2 separate regions of the Anas platyrhynchos genome follow, and region 1 is linked to region 2. Evidence: chromatin contacts called from public Hi-C data. All regions are on one chromosome and are shown on one strand. The core of a region is the stretch at or near the end of the contact, and the rest is flanking DNA. Distances in the headings are between cores, read along the strand shown.

The links. A called contact is a pair of places that touch in the nucleus more often than the background predicts.
Region 1: a Hi-C map of liver shows a contact between it and region 2, with 2.7 times the contacts expected there. The contact joins the promoter of SYT17 here to the enhancer-like site in region 2. A contact is called at or near these places in 3 of 8 Hi-C or Micro-C datasets (F1 follicle, liver and subcutaneous adipose tissue).

What each region holds. Positions count from the first base shown.
Region 1 is chr15:11,520,963-11,524,563 of IASCAAS_PekinDuck_T2T, forward strand. SYT17 (synaptotagmin 17) reads right to left here and starts at 1,737. Exons shown (of 11, transcript XM_072024142.1): 1 at 1,601-1,737. The coding sequence starts at 1,615.
Region 2 is chr15:11,458,190-11,461,865 of IASCAAS_PekinDuck_T2T, forward strand. No RefSeq gene overlaps it. Among named protein-coding and RNA genes, the nearest start is that of SMG1, 19 kb to the left of the region's middle. Within about 2 kb of position 1,477, at least 2 of the 8 cell types and tissues checked have an H3K27ac peak or open chromatin away from gene starts, as enhancers often do.

The DNA.
Region 1 (3,601 bases), core at 487-2,986, 63 kb after region 2:
AGACTGAAAACGCTGCAGTGCAATGTGACGAGAGCGATTAGATACCCGCGGACCAACTGGTTAAGGAAATCTTGAATGGTTTAAAGGGCTCATCAGTCCTTATTAATGCGAACTTGCAGCCAAGGTGCCGCAGCCAAAGCGGCGGCGGTTTAGCGAAGCTGCAACAAGAATATTTAAATTGCTGTAAAATGAACCTGCTGGATTCCTGCCACGCAATCAAACGCCGTAGCACGCACCGTGCAAAAGAGGTGGTATTTCTGAGCAGCCCGTGGGGACTTGAGGCAGGCTGGTGTCACACAGCCGTGCTGGAGGCCACCACCGGCCACCAGTTAAGGGTGAATGCTCGCGTGTGTCACCAAGCCACAGAGCACAAGTGCCACAGGCAACATAACAGTGACTCTGTGACCACCCCGAAATCTCCACCAGGAGAGGGGAGGGCAGAAATAACAAGAGCTAGGCATTACTGTGCAAACGGGCAGCCAAGTCAGCAGTGCCATGCAGGGTATAAGGGCAGGGACCCATGAAAGGAAAGCAAACAGGAGCAGCTGCGTGCATCCACCTGGGTGGCACGGGGCAGGAGGTGGGTGCTGGGGAAGGGCAGAGGCTTGCAGAAGGATGTGACAGAAGGCAGTAGGGGGCCGGCACCCCCAGCAGCACCCACGGGAGGGAAATCTGCTCCAAGGCAGCACTCAGAGCAGGGTTAAGGCACACGGTGGCATCCCCCAGTGATGCTGGGATGGGGTCTCCATCAGTGATGGCTGTGTTGTGCCCCTCCTGTGGCACCCAGCACGGCAGTGTGGGGACAACAAGGTCCCCCCAGCCCCACCACCCCAACACCACAGCCTGGGGACAAGGGGGTGACCACCGCGAGCACCAGCCCAGGGGTGCTGCCGGGGTGGTCCCCAAGACCCCTGCTCCACAGGGGGATGGCAGGGGGGGGGAATGGTCACAGATGGTGGGGGACAGCGGGGGGCTCTAACAGAGCTCCAGCTCCTGGACGTCTCATCCAGCTGGAAACGCTCTGCTCATCTTTAAATTGGGGGTGCAGCCTCCGGAGCCACAGAGATTGAAAAACAAGCGGCTGGAAACTGCAGGGCCGGAGGGACAAAATCGCTCCGGATTTTACAAAAACCGCCCCAATTCAGTCCAGCCTTACCGGGGGCTCGGGCTGGCCGCAGCCGGGGGCGCTCGTTTTCCCCCTTCTTCCCCAGCCTCTACCGCTCCATGCCCAGGCTGGGGGGCTCCCAAAGTCACCGTCACCCCCCGGGTTTCCTGCGGGCTTCGGCAGCCCCCTCTGGCTCAAGGCACCCAGTCCTCGGGGGGGGGGTCTCCCGCAGCCGGAGCCACCCCGCTCCTACGGACGGACAGAGCGGGGCTGTCTGCGATGTCCGGAGCACCACGAAAAGCCGGGGTCTCGCTGCCAGCCCCCCGCCCTCCTTGCCCGGAGCCCCCAGAAGTTCCCCCAAAGTTGCGCGCACCCAGCGCGCTGCGCCCCAGCCCCGCAGACGGCGCCTACAGCGCACGGAGACCCCCCCTTTGCCCCCTCCCAGACCCCCTCCAGGCCGGATTCTCCCCCTCAGCACCTTGGCTCCGCACCCACCTGGATGTACGCCATCTTCCGCGGGGCTCCGCTGCGCCGCGCTGCGCCCCCCGGCACGGCACGGCACGGCACGGCACCGCCCCGGGCGGGGAGGGGGCGGCCACGAAGGCACCGCGGGGCTGGGGGGCGCCGTCAGGGCGGGGAGAGCCGCCACCGAGGCCCCCCCATCCCCAGCTCGTCGGGAAAATGCGAGGGGGCTTCGTGCTCTGAGGGGGGGGGAGCCGGCGGGCGGCCACCCGGCACGGCTCGGCACGGCTCGGCGCTGCCCGCGGGTGCAACAGGTCCGCCGCAGCACGGGCAAACACTGACCTCCAGAGGGCCCGGCGTGGAAATTCAGGGCTGGGAAGCCCTCCTCGGCCCCCGGGGGGACGCTCGGGAGAAGCCCAGGGATGTAAGTGTGGAGCTGGCGAGGCCGCGCTGGGTAACGCGGTTGTTGCGCCTGTGCTTTCCCCCGAGGAGCTGACGGTAAGAGATGTCCTAAACGCACCTGAGCTGTGACAGGGACGCGGTTGTTGCAGGAGGTTAAGTGCACGGAGTTATAGCACGTACGCTCGCGTCTCCCCGGGTGAGGAGGAGCTGGAGGAAGGTGCCCACAGTCCCTGCTGAGCATCGCTGCTTGGCTTCGTGCCCACCTGCTGAGAGGTCAGCCCCCAGGCTGAACAGGGGGCATGGGATGCAGCCCAGTGGTGGGACCTCTCGGGCAAACCCCACCGAGCAGGTGGCTGGGTCTGGGTAGCATTTAAAGGGAGCTCAGTTAGGGAAGCGGCCCATTTTGAGGTCAATCTCCCAAAAATGAAATCTCAGGAAAGGTGGAGATATGGGGCTGTTCCTCTTCAGCACTGCCTTGGCAGCACACAAATTACAGCTTCCCTACACGCCGCCCTAAATGAAGGCTCCTGCCCACAGCCTTGGAGGAAATTCTGTGGCTGGCACCTTCCCAGCCCGCGGGTTTCCGCAAAAGCCTGCACAAAGCCAACGCTCGTGCTGTTGGAGCAGAGTGCCCGTATCCACGTGCCGCTCCTTGGGGAGATGCACTGCTGCCCACCAGGCAGGGGCTCGTAGCCGTCCTGCTGCCAGCTCACAAATACATACCTTAAATGGGAAACAGCCTCCCAGACGGAGATTTTCTGACAGATCCTGGCCCCAAGCTCTGGAGGGGACCAGAACTACTGAAGCCTTGCATGAGAAATTGCAATGCAGCACCCTCCTGCTGTCCTTCCCTGAGCAAAGGCATGTGTTGAGAGGAGAAGAAAACCCATCTTGTACCCAACGTGTTCGCCATGCGATGAAGAAGGGGCCTGGTTTGTGCAGTACCAATGAAAGATGAAGGGCACTTTGTTGGCCAGCCTCGAGCACACTGCTCCGAGCAAAGCACAGACGCAGCAAGGCCAGAGGTTTGCAGCCCAGCCCAGCTGAGCATTTGGAAGCTGCAGGCTCCTAGGCGCCTCCCTGCTGCCCAGCACCCCAATGTGTTGCACCATAGAATGGTGAGAGGTAAAAGCATGCTGCTCTGCAGAACAGAGTAGGCAGAGTTTCAAATGCTGGCCAGCCTAAAAACACGAGTCACTACTGCTCCTTGTGGCAGCGAGCGGGTCTGGGGGACTTGGAAGGCTCTCGCCCCACTGATCTCATTTAACGGCCCGTTTAAGTTCTCACTGAATTCAATGAAAAACTCCCATTGACTTCCGTGGGAAGGGTGGGAAGGGCCTTACTCCCAGTTAAAAACATAAATTCTCTTTTTCCCCAGGGAGAGCAGCTACTGCTGTAGAAGATCTACCACAGCGGAGATAAGCAAGACAAAAACTGTAATACTTTGTTTCAGGCAGTTTTGAGCATATGATTAAACCGTGGTACAAGCTGTTTGTCAATTTGCGCTCTTGGATTCTTTGTCATTCCACAGCCTCTTTCCAAGTGCCAGTGTTTAAAATGTCAGTCTTTACTTTGAATATCACTGCTCTTTTCATCTTGACTCACCACCGCCTTAATGCAGCTTGCAATAAG
Region 2 (3,676 bases), core at 227-2,726:
GAGTGCTAGCTGTAGGCAGACTGACGTGCCTCCCCCTTGGTGCAGCACTCTATTTCACTTCTCCTCAAGCTGCATGAGCTCTGTCCCAGCCAGCTGGGTAGTGATGGGGGTGCAGGGAAGGCTTTTGATATCATCATCACCTGCAGAAAAGGCAAGGCTGCCCCACTGCCACGTCCCCACCTTGGTCCTGGATGACAAACATCAAGGCTGGTAGCCCATCACTCTTAGTTACATGGAGGAGGTGGGATGACTTTCTGGAAATGCATAGAACCTAATCTGTGGACTGAGCTGACAAAGGTAAAAAAGAAGGTAAAATTCATACCTGAGTTCTGCCTTTTGTGCTAAACCATTAGGATTACATATATGTCCACAGGGCTTTCATCCTGGGAGCCAGTGCTCCCTGCCTGCAGCCCGGGAGGGACATGGAGATGAGGAACTGGGCATAAAACACACAGCGGGACTAAACAGGAAAAGATGTTCATAGATCACCTCCCTTGTGTAGGAACCTGGTCCCTGGCCTGGATTTGAATGCTGCAGTCATGTTCTGAGACGTGAGTGCTGCAACAGGAGCTACGGCACTTCCTGAGGTTCTTGGACTCCTCTGCCAGATGTAGCTGGGCTGTGCTCACAGCAGTCGGTGCACCAGCTTGGGCTCCTGTCGTTTTGGAAACCTGTCCCTAGAAGTCCTTTCTACCTACCATAACTCATTTCAGGATTTTCTAGCTTTAAAAGAAGTCTGTCACGGCATGGAGACTTAAAAGATTTTTTTCTTCAGCTTAATGTATTTATAAGGTTATCTGTGGCTCAGCAATCTGGTTTAATCAATTTGGGCAGATATAATTTAGGTACCAAACTTTTCAATTTGAGAAAATAACTCCCTTTGTCTTCTGAGAGCCCTATTATGACTAAGAGCATCACCGACTTTACGACAAACATAATTCCACCCAGAGACACCAGCAATCTTGGTAGGCAGTTTTAGAAACATGCAATTCTATATATGTCAGAGAAAACAGATGATCTGAAAGTAAAATGGCTCACTAAAGAATAAACAGAGCATCCTGCCAATCTTTTGTGCTTCATGTTTTCTTGGTTGGCTGCAGGTTGGGGACTTCCAGAGGAATATTTGGAGCCCGAGCCCTGTTTTGATGCCTGGCCCAAAGCAGGGAGTAAAGGGGTCTGCTGTGCTTAAGGGGTGAGCAGGGGACAGGGGACACCTAGACCTGGGGAAGGTGGGATGGAGATCCTCCCCTGTGATAGAAAAGCACATCCCCAGCCCTGCACGCCTGTGAGATGTTAGATTTTTTGGCCAGTGACTGAACAGTGGAAACCACAAGGTAATCTCCGCACGTGTGCATTAATAACCGCCTGCTCCCGTGCTAATCACGCCAGCCACGAGGCGGCTGCTAAGCAACTAAACCCCGGCAAGGAGACACTTCTGAGATAATTCTAAAAATAGGCTCTGGCAGGCGAGACAGCGCGAGCACCCGAAGCCGTGACGTCAGGCTCCTCGCTGCCGCCCGCAGCCCGGGCAAGCACCTCCGGGCATCCCCAGAGACCAGCAGCAGGGACTGACAGCGGTCCCCGACACGGCCGGCAGCCTCTGACATGCTGCTTCTGCACATCCAGCCCCAGTCTGTGCCTAAAGGTGGGTGCAGCCCCACAGCAGCCTTTGGGGATGCTGCAGGGCACGGGGATATCCCTGCTGCATCTGTGCCTGGATGGGAAAGGATGCCCTGAGCAAATCTGATGCTACAGGGAGAAATTGGATTAAACTGACAAAACCATGAACGTGACTGGAAATGAGAAGTGACATCTGGACTTTGGCAGAACCTGTCCTGCCCTGCAGGGCTGGGGCGGGTGGGATGGTGCTGTGGTGGGAGCTGTGGGCAGGGAGGACCGGCTCCTCGCAGGCGATGGGCATCCTTCTCCTCCTCACTACACCACTGCAAGAACAGGAAAGTCTGGGCAGCCACCACCCACACTTCAGGATGACTGCTGCTGTCAGCAATGCAGCCATTTCTCTCCTCCGAATACCACTTTCTGGTAAAACAGGGGCCTGAGGGAGCTGCTTCTTGACAGCAGTAAGAGCCCCAAGGTCAAAGGAGTGGAGGCAGGTGAGCACCCCAGCAAGCAGCGGGGTCCTGTGCCACCCCCATGCGGACAGCCACAGACCAGTGCCTCCAGGAACCCCAGCAAGCACCTTTGTCATGTTTTCTCCTGCTCCATCACTTCTCCTGGGAGAACAAGGTGTGGAATTTGGCATCAGCCATTTGGCTGCCCGCTCTTCCCAACAACTTCCTCACCGAGCATAAAAACACACTCAAAAGTAGAAAGAGCAGAGCTAGAAACTTTCACACCCCTTGTAGAGGAAATGACCTCTGAGCTGTGGAGGGGGGCCATAAATTTCCCAGCAAACGTACTCTGGGCATGGGTGTGTGTTCATCTCCCAAATACCAGCATTGCCTCCAGTGGGAGCGAGAGCAAGCCCACCACTAACACACAGCGCTTGATCTCGGCGCCTCTTGTGCATCAACACTGTTGGTGAAACAAATACCAGGCTTTGATAAAATGAGTATGTGTCAACATACTTCTGACTCACAAGGTTTCAAAGGGAGAGTCGGGAGGATCCTGCTTCAGTGCTTTTTATCAGGCCATGACACAGACATCCAGGCTGGAAATCCTGCCGTGCCCTGGGCCTGCCTCGCTCAGAGCGACGCTGAGATCTCGGTGCACTTGGAAGGAGATTTCCAAGGGAGAAGCCCTGTACCTATTCACTCCACATGCACCAGCTCACAAAACCTCTCTCCAAACCCAGAAGGAGGGCTCAGCCAAAATACAATGCCCATAAACATTTTACAGAAGGTTTCTCATCATCCATCCCCGTCACTGCTGTGACAACGTGACAAGTGTCATGCGTGGGGTGGCACCAGGATGCCCAGCCTGTACCTTCTGCTGCCATGAGTGTATTCACTGCTCCCCTCCATGGGTTACTCTGATTGCTTGTTAAAAAGCTGAGGGTTTGATACCTCCCAGCTGTGAAGTACAAAGAAAACCTTTCGAGAGATCTTGCACAGCAAATGTACTTGCCTGTGCTGGTCTGTATCTGGGTGATAAATGAAGCCCAGAACACTTGAAAGAGCTTCTTAATCTTTGAAAAGCAAACCAAACCCAATAATCCTTTGTACTTTCATTATCCCATCTACCCGGTTTCTTTTGCTCTCCTTCCAGAAGTGCTGGTGTCTCATGGACAGCCTGGCCTGGTTCCCTCATGGGGTTGGTTGCACAGGGGCGCCGGCACCTGGGAAGGAGAGGGGCAAGGAGGGCCAGAAAGGGGAGAAAAAGGGACCTAGAGGGACAGCCTTAGAGCAAGGAAAAAAAAACAGCCTCTCTAGAACACAGGCACGGCCTGGCTTGATGCACAGCACCTACAGGCAGGTTTTTGCCCTGTCCCTCCTCCCCAGAGGCTGAAGCACCACAGAGCAGAAGTCCCAGGGCAGCCAGGGTACCTGGAGGGACCTCGCAGAGCTTCACTCCCCACCTGCAGTCAGCTACTCAAGCAAAGGGTCTCCCTGGCACCTCCACCAGCAGCACAAGCAGCGTGGTTTCTTTTTTTACAAATGCCAGTGATCTTTTCCGAGAGATATTGTGGAGCCCTTGAGGCTGCTTCCGAACGTCC